Regions from separate parts of the Sus scrofa genome. Here region 1 is linked to region 2. A link is a contact called in public HiChIP or PLAC-seq data. All regions are on one chromosome and are shown on one strand. The core of a region is the stretch at or near the end of the contact, and the rest is flanking DNA. Distances in the headings are between cores, read along the strand shown. Region 1 holds the start of ZNF318 (zinc finger protein 318). Region 2 holds the start of DNPH1 (2'-deoxynucleoside 5'-phosphate N-hydrolase 1).

Region 1 (5,926 bases), core at 1,906-4,405, 120 kb after region 2:
CGATCACTAAGCCGCCGTCGTTCAGGTATGCCAACGCAGAAATGGTCATTGCCAACAGTGATCCTTAAGCTCTGTTCCAAAGAGTCAGAACGCAGACCAGGAGAGCGTCTCTACAAAAGTAAAAGATTATAGTCAAAAGAGTCAAAACATCCCTACATCCAAAAACATTCTCCTCTCTAGTCACAAAGTTGTGGTCCTACAGGGTGAGCAGTAACTATATTATTCCAAAAATAAAGGACTTTTGGAGTTCCCACTGTGGTGCAGTGGATTAAGAATCCGATTGCAGTGGCTCCAGTCACTGCAGAAGTACAGGTTCTATCCCCAGCTGGGCGCAGCGGTTAAAGGATCTGGCATTGCCACAGCTGCACCACAGGTCATAGCTGCCACTCGGATTCAATCTCTGGCCCAGGAACTTCCTTACTCAGCAGGTGTGGCCATAAAATAAAATTTAAAACAAAATAAAGGATTTTAAAACAATTATCATTTTCTTAGATGAAAGCCCATACTTCCAACCCTCCCCATCAGTGATCTTTCATTTCCTTGTACCAGGCATGGGGCTAGAGGAGTGAATTAAGTCTGCTCTCAGGACCTACACATTTCCAGTGAAGGAGGCAAGCCAAAAACAGGTTAAAAAAAAAAAAGTACTTCTGATAGCGCTATAAAGTGTTATAAAGTCATTAAAACATGACACACAAAAGACACTGGGAGAAAGGAGCTATTTCAAATAAGATGGTTACAGAAAGCCTTCTGAGGTGATACCATTTAACCTGAAGCCTGAATGATGAGAAGTCAGTCTTTCGAAGAACAGACAGATGTTTCAGGAAAAAAGAATATGCCCTATAAAGAGTTTAGCATGTTCTGGGCAACAGAAAGGTGGCCAGTGTGATTGCAGCAAAGTGACAGGAGAAGATGGGCAGAAGCCACAGTTAGGAAATTTGGATTTTATTCTTAGTGTAATAAAAACCCATAGAAAGGTTTCAAGCAGGGAAGTGATATGATCTACTACATACTTCCTCCAGATTGTTCATACCCCCATCTTTTTCAGGTCTTTATTAAAAAGCCACCTTCCCAGAAGGCCTTCCCTGGCTACCCTACTGAAAACTGTAACTCCTTTCTGTGTTTTCTTTTTCTTAATACTTAACCATACTTAACATGCCAAAACATTTTACTTCTGTCTTATTTATAATCCAACTTCCTGTTAGAATCAAGCTCTATGAGGACAGGGGTCTTGACTAGTTTGTTCACTATTGTATCCCTAGTGCCAGAAGAGCATGGCAGATGTTCAACAAATATTTCTCAAACATATAAAATGTAGATCTTTAAAAATCATTTTGATTGCTGGGTACAGGAAAAAAAACTGGATGGTAATAAGTGTGGAGTGTAATGCCATTATCTGGGCAAGTGGTAATACAGTTTAGACTAGATGACAGCAGGAGGACAGTTTTGGGGATGTAGAGGTGACAGATGAAGTTATTCTTACAGATTGGGAGAAGGGAGATGATAACTGTTTCTGGATGGGCAATGGATGATATCATTTACTGAGACAGAAAAGACTGGAGCAAACGGGTTGTGCACTGGAGAAGAAAGGGGAGGCTATGGAAACTGGTAGTTTTCTGGTTTCCTTACTTTCTCAGTGGAGACTAACATTCAAACTTTACCTGCTCAGCTAAGAAAATCTCAATACAGTGACAAGTCAAATTCACTTGTAACCAGAGTACCCAGAGCACTTGGCTACTGTCAGAGAGCCACTCAAGCAAAGAGAAATGTTGTCACTAGGATTTAAAAAAAAAAAAAAAAAAAAAAAGATTGGTGAACCAAATTCCAAAACACCAGATCCTGCCCAAAGGCTCTATTAGGATGGTGATTGTGGTGGGACGTCAATGTTACATCTAAACTAAACTCCTTTACCTCATGGTCTGTCCCTTTAGCAGGGAAACATAACAGTTAAACTCAGTGTTGGGAAGCAAGCATAAATGAATTGAATCACACTCCACCACTTCTTCGCTGAATGGCTTTAAGTTACTTAAACCGCTCTGGGTTCCTCAGCTCTTAGATAAGGAGGTACCCTCATATCAAAGGGTTGTGAATGTTCAAAGAGAATGTTTTAAAGTGAGCTAAGCATCATTCCTGTCACATAATTCAGTAAGTGGCAGCAGCTATTAAAACGACTGTGGGTACACACATTTCGATTTCGGGGAGCTAACAGTTCACATATTCTAGGTGTCTACTCTGGGGCGGTACAAGCCACCCTAACTAGCCACAAAGACATTTCAGCCTTTTTAAGATCCAGGGAGCAGCTGAGGTCTAGGAGGATACAAAACCACGGAACTCAGAGGACACCAACTATTGAAAAAGTACCAGGCTGGGAGGAGATTCCCCTCGTCCCGGGAAACTTTTCCACACCTCACCCAGAGTGAGAGAATCGGCTTATTCCCAGGAAATGCAGCACTGCCTCCCAACCCGACGCCCGGGCGCGTCCCGAATCCGTTATTGTGCAAATGAAGCTGCCGGGACTGACCGGGAACCTCCCGGTTCGGGCGTCTCTAAGGGGGCCCGTGGGGGCGGAGGGCCTTGGATGTGGAGACCCCGGCCTGGAGGCCTCGGGGCGCCCGAGCTGCGGGCGCCTCTGGAAGCGGGAACCCGGGGCAAGGCGGCTGGAGTGTGGAGGGAGTCCCGGGCGAGGGGTGGGATTACCCGGCTGCCGCTGTCGCCTGGATGGTCTCCGCGGCCGTCCCGGGCGAAGTCGGAGCGGGAGTCCCCCCGGCTGCTGCCTCGGAAACCAGCCGAGCCCGGCGGGAAGAGTCGTCGGCCCCGCGGCGGCGGCGACGACGGGGAACCGCGACGGGCCCGCGGTGGGGACGGTGAGACGCGACGACCCCGCGGTGGGGACGGCGAGGCCCGGCGGCCGCGGGGCGGGGACGGGGAGCCGCGGCGACCCCGCGGCGGGGACGGCGAGGCCCGGCGGCCGCGGTGCCCTGAGGGAGAGCGGGGCCGGCGAGCCGGCGTCCGCGACGAGGAGGAGCCGGAGGACGGCGGCGAGGTGCGACGAGCCGGGCCTGAGGAGGAGCCGGAGCTGCGGCCGGTGCGCGGGCCGCCCCCGCCGCTCTCTTTAGGCCGGTGCGAAGAGACCGAGGAGCGGGCGCCGCTGCGGTACATGGCTCCGGCAGCCGCGGCCACGGCAGCAGCTCTGACCGGGGGCGCCCTGAACGCGAGCCCCCAGCGCGCCGCCGCAGCTGCAGCCGGGGCAGCCACGGCCGCCGCGCGCCGCCCCCACAGCAGGCGCGACCCCCTCCCCTCGGCCCCGCACCGCCCCTGGGGCCCGGCCGAGCGCGCCCCCGCGGCCGCGGCTGGCGGTTGGAGGGCGAGCACGCGCCCGACACACCCCCCCGCCCTCCGGGGCTCCCCGCTCCTCCACTCAGGGAGCGGCCACAGGAGCCCGAAGTTGGGAGGAGCTCGGCGGGCGGCGCGAGGCTGGGCGAGCGGAGGGGAGGGGAAGCGCGCGACCAGCGCTCCTCACGCTCCGCCTCCACACGGGCAAGATGGCGGCCGCTGAGCCGCCCACTTCCCCTCCCCCCCGGCGACCACGTGACCCCGAGGGCTCCGCGCGGGGCTGGCCTAGCGGAAGGAAAGGGATTAGCGCGAGCGAAGTCGGCTTTTCTGAGGATGCTCAAGGCCTCGGGAAGCAGCGGGCTTCGAGGGTGCTGGACCGTCTTTGCTCTCCTGCACCCTATTAATTTACATCAGGACCACAAATGGTTATAAATGATGGTACTATAAGTAACCGCCAAAGCATTAGGTAAAACGAAGATTACCGCACCTGGGCAGGAGCAACCATAAGAGTCCTGGCCCCCACGGAAGCCGCTGACAGCGGTCAGTTAGTTTACTTTTCAGTTTGCCTGTTTTCTAGAGGGTGAAATTGAGTATGGGGACGTGCGAAATGGGGGCCGATTCCGGAAGGAGAGTCAAACCCAAAGCAAACATACGAGTAACACAGTCGCTGTCTCAACCAGAACACTTACTGGGTATGGCTGGGGGAGTCACTGCCAGGGGTCTACGTTATGACAGATTGGAGGCCTGGAGAGTTTGGGGGAGCAATTCAGAACCCCACGCCCAACCCCGCAAGTTTATGACCAGAATTTTCCAGGATGCCTGGCTATAATGGTAGTGTCCAGTCTCAAGGTCCTGCATGCCAAGTTCAAAAATGAGGAAAAAGATGACATATAAAAGAACAACAGTGAAAATATGAAAAACAATGTTGACCCTAACCAGCTAAACTCTTCAAAGTACAGTAATGGCTTGACAGTTTTCTTCTATCAGCTAGAGACGCAAAACCTGAAATTGATATGAAAATCAGGGTTTCTGACTCCAAAGCAAAGACAAAGAAAAAAATGATTGTAAAAGATTACCGTTCTCTAATTTATATTTTTCTATTTTTTAAATATATTTAAAAATATTTTAAATATATTTCAGATGTTTTTAAAATGGCACTTGCTTACATTATAGCTCGGTAAAAATGAAGTAAAATTTTTATGAGGTGATTTTTCTCATACTCAGCTTTCTTCACTCAGTATTACTTGCTTGCTCTGTATAGGCGTTTGAATTCCAATTCCTGACTTTTGGATTTTGTGGCTTAAGGAGGCCTTCAGTGTGTCAAGGTTATTAATATATTCTTCTACATATTTTTAACACTTTAATGATTCTGTTTCCTATAGTTTACGTGGATTGGGGATATGAAGCCTTACGTAATCCATATTAAAATCAAATTATTTTAACAGCTGTTTGGAACATGAATTGGGATTATCTATATCCTGAAGTCATCATGAGAGAATAAGTCACCCAGCTAATGAATGAATGCTGCCAAGTGCTTTTTGTCCACATCTCAATCCAATTCTATTGCTTTCTTTCAGTTGTGTAATTTGGCAGTAAAGAGTTTTTTAAATGGGGTTTCTTTGTGAAAAGAAAACTAAATACCAGGACTGGTGGTGAAAGGAAAAGAAAGTAAAACTTGAGAAAGCAATGATTTTTTTTTTTTTTTTTGTCTTTTTGTCTTTTTGCTATTTCTTTGGGCCACTCCCGTGGCATCTGGAGATTCCCAGGGTAGGGGGTCTAATCGGAGCTGTAGCCACTGGCCTACGCCAGAGCCACAGCAACGCAGGATCCGAGCCGCGTCTGCAACCTACACCACAGCTCACGGCAACGCCAGATCGTTAACCCACTGAGCAAGGGCAGGGACCGAACCCACCGCCTCATGGTTCCTAGTCGGATTCCTTAACCGCTGTGCCACGATGGGAACTCCAAGCGATGACTCTTAACCAGAAAATCTGAGTTATACACAAGGTTTCTGAGCAGTCTAAAAACATATTTCATAACATGTCTAGTGCCGCAGAGACATGCACTCAGAGATTCAGATATACTAGCTCAGTAACAGAAAAGCCCTATCAGAGAAGGGTGGAAGCCTGTCTAAGAGAAGCTGCTGTGTAAAATGTCTAGCAAATTTGATTTTAGTCATCTCTGGGTTTATAGGATTAGGAGATCTAGGAGACATTACCAGGGCTCACAGATATATGGATCTCCTCTCATGCTGGGCATGAGGAAAAGGACATTTCTTTCCGAACCCTTTCAGAAAGGGGAGTCTTGTGATCATTTCTAGTCACTATAAGCTGTGAATGGAAGCCCATTATATCACTTCCAGGCCCAGTCAGGAAGGAGTTATAATATGTCTATACTTTCTCTTCCCTTGCTATGGCAACACTTGTGAAGCTACCATGTTCCAGGTGGTGTAGCCTGTCAGCCTGGGTCCTGAGTGAATGTGTGGAGCAGAGCAACTTGCATCCACCCTGAGCTGGACATATTCCATGAGCATGAAATAAAACCTTGTTCTGTTAAGCACTGAGATTTTGAGGGATAATTTGCCAGCACAGTATAA
Region 2 (6,203 bases), core at 740-3,239:
TTTTTAAGGGCTGCATGTGCAGTATTTGGAAGTTCTAGGGCTTGCTGTCAAATTGGAGTTGCATCCAGCGGCCTATGCAATAGCCACAGCAACACCAGTTCCTAGCAGTGTCTGCAACCTACACCACAGCTCACAGCAACACCAGATCCTTAACCCACTGAGGCAGGCCAGGGGTTGAATCCACATCTTCATGGGTAGCAGCTGGGTTGGTTATCACTGAATCACAACAGGAACTCCAAAGCCCTTACCATTTTGTGATTTTCTCTTTTAAAGAGGTATTGGGGTGGGGGTGGGGATTCTCTGGGGGCTCAGTTGAATGAAGATCCCACGTTGTGAGTGCGCTGTGTGGCACAGTGAGTTAGGAATCCGACTGCAGCAGCTCAGGTCTCTGTGGAGGTGCAGGTTTGCTTCCTGGCCCAGTGTAGTGGGTTAAAGGATCCTGCATTGCTGCAGCTCTCCCCAGTAGGATTCAATCCCTGGCCTGAGAATTTCCATATGCTGCAGGTGCGGACAAAAATAAAAGGTTTCTCAGGACTGCATTAGGTCGCACAAACCTAAATCTGCCCCTAAATGGGGCAAGGGAAACACTTAAGGTTTTCTGAGAAGTACAAGAATTCTGGCGCCATTTCCTAAGTAGAAAGCTGTCCAGAAACCAAGCCAACCCAGCAGAACGAGCAGGATGCATTAGTAACAGCCCAATCAGGGGGCCTGGGAGGGACGGTGGTCTCAGGAACAGGGGTCCCCGGGTCTGAGGGAGGGCTGATACCTCCACGCCAAAGAGGGGTAAAGGCAGGTGAGCTTCGTTCTCTATAGGAGGGATGTGCAGCCAGGCGAGGCCCACTCCCATTCAGCTGCTCCCTACAAACGCGTCTGGAAAGAGCCCAAGAAAGTTCTCCAAAAAGGAACCAAAGGGGAGACTAACTGCATGGGAGGAGTGGGCTCACAGGGCCGGTGCATTGCGACGTACACGCCATCTGACCCCGGGCCCTTTCCTTCTCGGGCAGGGGCGCTGCCGGAAGCACTCAGCAGGAGGGGGGCCAACGCCCGGACCCGACACCGCCGGCGCCCTCCCCTTGGCCCGCGCCCGGCGGCCTCACCGCGCGCGCTCAGCTCGGCTGCGGCCACGTGTTCCGTAAGCACAGCCCCAAAGCGCCGCAGCCGCGACACGATCCGCCCGTACAGTGCCTGGTCCTCGCGTCCTCCACGGATGCTCCCGCAGAAATACAAGGCCCGACGAGCCGGTTGGGGCTTCTGCCCGGGCCCCGGGAGATCCCCACCCTTCAGCGCTCCAACCACTGGTGTCGCCTCTGCGGCCATCACGCTGCCCTGTGCCCCCTCCCCCTCACGTGACCAGGCCCAGCCCCGCCCCCGGCTCGGCTGGGGTCTGTGAGTGACCACACCTTTGAAACGAAGGCGCGCTAGGCAGACACAGCTGGGAGCTCACCTACTCCCGGTACTTCTTTAACTTGTCCAAGCGGGAGGAAAGGTCCTCCCATCTCACCCACTGCTCCTGGCAGCCCTCCACCCCAGGAAAGCCCGTTTCTGCCGATGGCGACTCATTCCTCTCAACTGTTCACCCCCCACCGTCCCGACCTGGAAGACATTCTTGACTCTTCATCAAACCCTACGTCCTACCCGACCACAGCTTCCAGCGGCGCTCCTCTCCAGTCATAGACTCACATGCACACCTGTTAGGAACCAGCCTTGGATCCTGGTAAATTGGCCCCTGACGCAGAAAAGCCAATTTACTGCCACCTCGTGGTGGTGAAGGGAAGTGGAGCCATCATGCACCGCGCTAAGCAGGACCTCAAAACATGAAAAACCCCACCCTGGGGTTAAGGAAAACATTTTTAAAGGCCAGGTGAGGGGGGCGGGGGACGCCCCAGGGTGTAGGATCAGCTCTTGAGTAATTGCCTGATTGGCCAAGGCGAGGTAGGCAACAGGGCGCGGTGCCCCAGGAGTTAACATCGTCAATCCTTAGGAGCCAGACGCTGGGGGTGGGGGGGCGTTACCTGCTCAGGATCATCAAGTAGTCAATTTCTTCCACGTGCTGGTGGTTTAGAATCTGTAAAACAACGCAGGAAACGCGCAGCAGATACGATTATCCAGCGAGGAGCTAAATCAGAGCCTATGGGTATGGGGAGAGGCCTGTCCAGGGAAAACCCCCTCTGGGTCCTGCCTGGTCACACACCCACCACCTCCACTCAGCCACCCTCCTCCAAGCCTCCACTCCCTCTCTCAGCAGCGTCCTCACAGGCTCCCCACTTTCCTGCTACACAGTCTGGTCTCCTGCAGGGTGACCCTGGGAACACTCATTGCTTAGGCCTTGACCCTCCTCAGCCAAACCCTCCAAGGGCTCCCATCTCACGTGGGGTCACACCCAACCCCCCACAGGGGCCCATCAGCCCCACAGGCTCTGGTGACCCTCTCACTTCTCTCGTCCCAGGGCCATTAGCTCACTGACTTCTCTGCAGCCACTCTGCCTTCCTGGCTGTTCCTCAGGCAAGCTGGTCGTGCTCTTGTCTCCGATCCTTTGCCTCTGCTGTGCCCTGCAGCCTTTTGTTCCTCAGAGCTCCCTGGTCACGTGCTCACCTCCTCCAAGGCTGTTCAGGTCATCTTCCCTGACCCCCTTCTTCCAGAGGGCAGTCCCCCACCCCACCCCCTCCTCTGCCTTGTCCTTTCTCCTCCCCTGTACCAAATTGTTTATTATTATTATTATTTTGGCTGTGCTCCTGAAATGCACAAGTTCCCGGGCCAGGGATCCAACCCAAGCCACAGCAAGTACCCACGCTGCTGCAGTGACAATGCCAGATCCTTAAGCCGCTGGGCACGAGGGGACGCTTAATAAATTAATTTTGTTCTATGTCTTTCTATACTCGGTAGAATCTAAGCCCCCAGGAGGGCAGGGATTTTCATCTGTTTGTTCACTGCTGTATCCTCAGCTTTCAGAACTGTGCCTGGCATGTAGGAAACACTTATCACCTATGTCCTGAATGAATGAGTGGGTGCAGAGAGAAGCGGCTTTTGAAGGCACCTTCTAATCTGCTCAAGCAAGGTCTTGGGGGAGACACACCATGGCTCGCTGCTCATCACAATGATTCCCCCTCATTTTATGGTGAAAATGAAACAAATTTAGAACCAGACGTTCAAGTGGAACAAGAGAGCACGCAGTGCAAAGGAAGCCTGAGAGCCCAGTTCCATATTCCAGAGGAGCCTCCGTCCGTGGTGTCCCATGAATTCTTCCTGATTAACTGTGAAGTACCAAAACCGTGAGGTGACAGAGCAAACACAGTAACAACTTTTAAAAATGCAAAGACACACAGAGAAGGCAAGGAGGCCTTAGACCATCTCTGTCCTCTGATGGGCCCAGCTCCAAAGACGGGGACCAAGGGGCAAACGTGTGTGTGCTCAGCTGTGCACCAGGGCCCCGGGCACCTTCTCACTCCCAGTCACACGTGCATCCTTAGGAGGCCCCTCAGGTGCCAGGCTCCCTCGATGGGCAACCCCCCCTCCCGCCATCACACCTTCCTCTGGTTCTTGCCACAGTGAGGATCTCACCTGCACATATAAACATGGAGCATCTTGTTTCTCACTCTGAGACCTTAAAAAACAAAAAGCCAGCTTCCATGTCCTTAGGGCCCACACTTCCAATGGGGCTTCCCCTTCTTTCTGCGTTAGGATGAAGGAGAAGGAGGAAAAAGCATATTTTGTCTATCTCCAGATGGGACACAAGGGCCCGTGTTTGGTTCTGTGACCACAGTTGAGTTGGATGTGGATGCAGAGCCAGTCATGGCTGGCAGCTCAAATCCTCTGCTCAAGGCAGAGAGGCCTGAGTTGGGCGGGGCACCAAGTGATGGGATGGGGGTGGTGCGAGGATAGTGAGTGGACTGGTGTATTTTTATTTTTTATTTATTTTTTTGTCTTTTTGCCATTTCTTGGGCCGCTCTCGTGGCATATGGAGGTTCCCAGGCTAGGGGTTCAATTGGAGCTGTGGCCACCGGCCTACGCCACAGCCACAGCAACGCGGGATCCGAGTTGCATCTGGGACTTTTCACCACAGCTCACGGCAACACCAGATCCTTATCCCACTGAGCAAGGCCAGGGATCGAACCGCAACCTCATGTTTCCTAGTCGGATTTGTTAACCACTGCGCCACGACGGGAACTCCCTGGTGTATTAAATTTATATGCTAGTAGAGAGAGCAGAAGACTACATATTGTATGATTGCATTTACATCAAATGTCCAGAAAAGGCATATTTAGAGATACAGAAAACAGACTAGTGGAAGGCTGAGGGGAGTAGAAACTGATTACAGAGCCCCAAGGAAAATTTTCAGGGTAGGAACATATTCTAGAACCGAACTGTAGTGATGATTGCGCAACTCTACAATTTACAACTTATTATTAAATTGTACCCTTACAACTGGCAAATTTTATTGATATGTATATTATTTCTCATGAAGCTTTTTTTTTAGGGCCACACCTGTGGCATATGGAGATTCCCAGGCTAGGGGTCTAATTGGAGCTACAGCTGCTGGCCTACACGACAGTCACAGCAACATCAGATCCGAGCCGCATCTGTGACCTATGCCACAGCTCACGGCAACGCTGGATCCTTAACCCACTGAGCGAGGCCAGGGATTGAACCTGCAACTCCATGGTTCCTAGTCAGATTCGTTAACCACTGAGCCACGATGGGAACTCCCTTACTCATTTTTTACATGCCTTTTAAGCCTCTTTTAATCTATTGCTTTGGGGATTTTTTTTTTTTTTTTTTTGGCCTTGCCTGCAACATGGGGAAATTTCTTTTTCTTTTTTTTTTTTTTTCTTAAAGTATAGTTGATTTGCAATGTTTCTTCAAGTTCTGTTGTACAGCAAAGTGACCCAATCACCATATGGAATTTCTGGGGCCAGGGATTGAACCCTTGCTATAGCAGTGACCCAAGCCACAGCAGTGACAATGCCAGATCTTTTTTTTTTAATTAATTAATTTTTTGCTCTTTAGGGCTGCACCCACCGCATATAGAAGTTCCCAGGCTAGGGGGTGAATTGGAGCTACAGCTGCCGACCTCGGCAAGAGCCACAGCAACAGCAGATCTGAGCCTTGTCTGTGACCTACACCGCAGCTCAGAGCAAAGCTAGATCCTTAAACCACTGAACGAGGCCATGGATTGAACCCACATCCTCACAGATACCTGTTGGGTTCATTACTGTTGAGCCCCAACAGGAACTCTGCCTGATCTTTAACCCACTGAGCCATCAGGGAACTCCTGGGGATACATTTTTTTTAAAGCTTGTTTTTTATGAAACACTCAGTGGGCCTGAAAGGAGCTACAAAGAGGAGTGAAGAAGAGTCTGAGAACTGAGCCTCTGGTTGGCTTGGGCAGGGCCAGAGTTAGGTCAAGAACAGAGGTCCAATCAATGTCATTTAGGGATGCGGGAAGGGTGGAGAGATTCAGAGAAAGCAGAAATCCAGCACGTGGAGGACCTTCCAGTTTATCCTCGCACTGCCCCTCGGCACCCAGGTCAGACATCCCCTCCAGGCAAGAAAGAGTGTCGGGACCAGATTCACCCTCCCCTGTATTTTGTTTGGTTGGTTAGTTTTCACAGGTGACTTTCCTTTCTCAGATATCTCAGATACGGTGTGGAGGAAACGGGGCTGAGCATCTCTGCCCTAACAGACACGATACTCACCTGACTCGGGTACTTTCTTAGTCTCGTTTCCTCCCCATTCCAGTTGCTGGTGACATCCTTTAGGAGGCCAAATTTTTTTTTTTTTTTTTTTTTTTTTTTGGTCTTTTTGTCATTTCTCAGGCCATTCCGGCGGCACATGGAGGTTCCCAGGCTAGGGGTTGAATCGGAGCTGCAGCCGCCGGCCTACGCCAGAGCCACAGCAACACAGGATCCGAGCCGCATCTGCAACCTACACCACAGCTCACGGCAACACCAGATCCTTAACCCACTGAGCAAGGGCAGGGACCGAACCCGCAACCTCATGGTTCCTAGTCGGATTCGTTAACCACTGCGCCACGGCAGGAACTCCAAGGAGGCCAATTTTTTGAAAGTGGGAAATGTCTGGAGTTCTAGTCTTTTTCTGTATTAAGCACCTGTAGAGACCAAAAAAAAAAAAAAAAAAAATTCGGTCTTAGTACTCTATTTTGCGTTTTCTTATAACTATGAATTTTAAAATTTCTAACAAAATAT

The links. HiChIP or PLAC-seq counts read pairs in DNA pulled down with a chosen protein or histone mark.
Region 1: a contact with region 2 is called in an H3K27ac HiChIP or PLAC-seq map of skeletal muscle, with 3 times the contacts expected there. The contact joins the promoter of ZNF318 here to the promoter of DNPH1 in region 2. A contact is called at or near these places in 2 of 5 promoter capture datasets (fetal liver and liver), 4 of 47 Hi-C or Micro-C datasets (embryonic fibroblasts, heart right ventricle and liver) and 2 of 2 datasets of contacts at active chromatin or transcription factors (alveolar macrophages and skeletal muscle).

Annotation. Positions count from the first base shown.
Region 1 is chr7:38,385,575-38,391,500 of Sscrofa11.1, forward strand. ZNF318 (zinc finger protein 318) reads right to left here and starts at 3,156. Exons shown (of 10, transcript XM_021098752.1): 1 at 2,695-3,156; 2 at 1-110. The coding sequence starts at 3,156.
Region 2 is chr7:38,265,372-38,271,574 of Sscrofa11.1, forward strand. It overlaps DNPH1 (2'-deoxynucleoside 5'-phosphate N-hydrolase 1), which reads right to left and starts at 1,990. Exons shown (of 4, transcript XM_021098744.1): 1 at 1,689-1,990. The coding sequence starts at 1,968.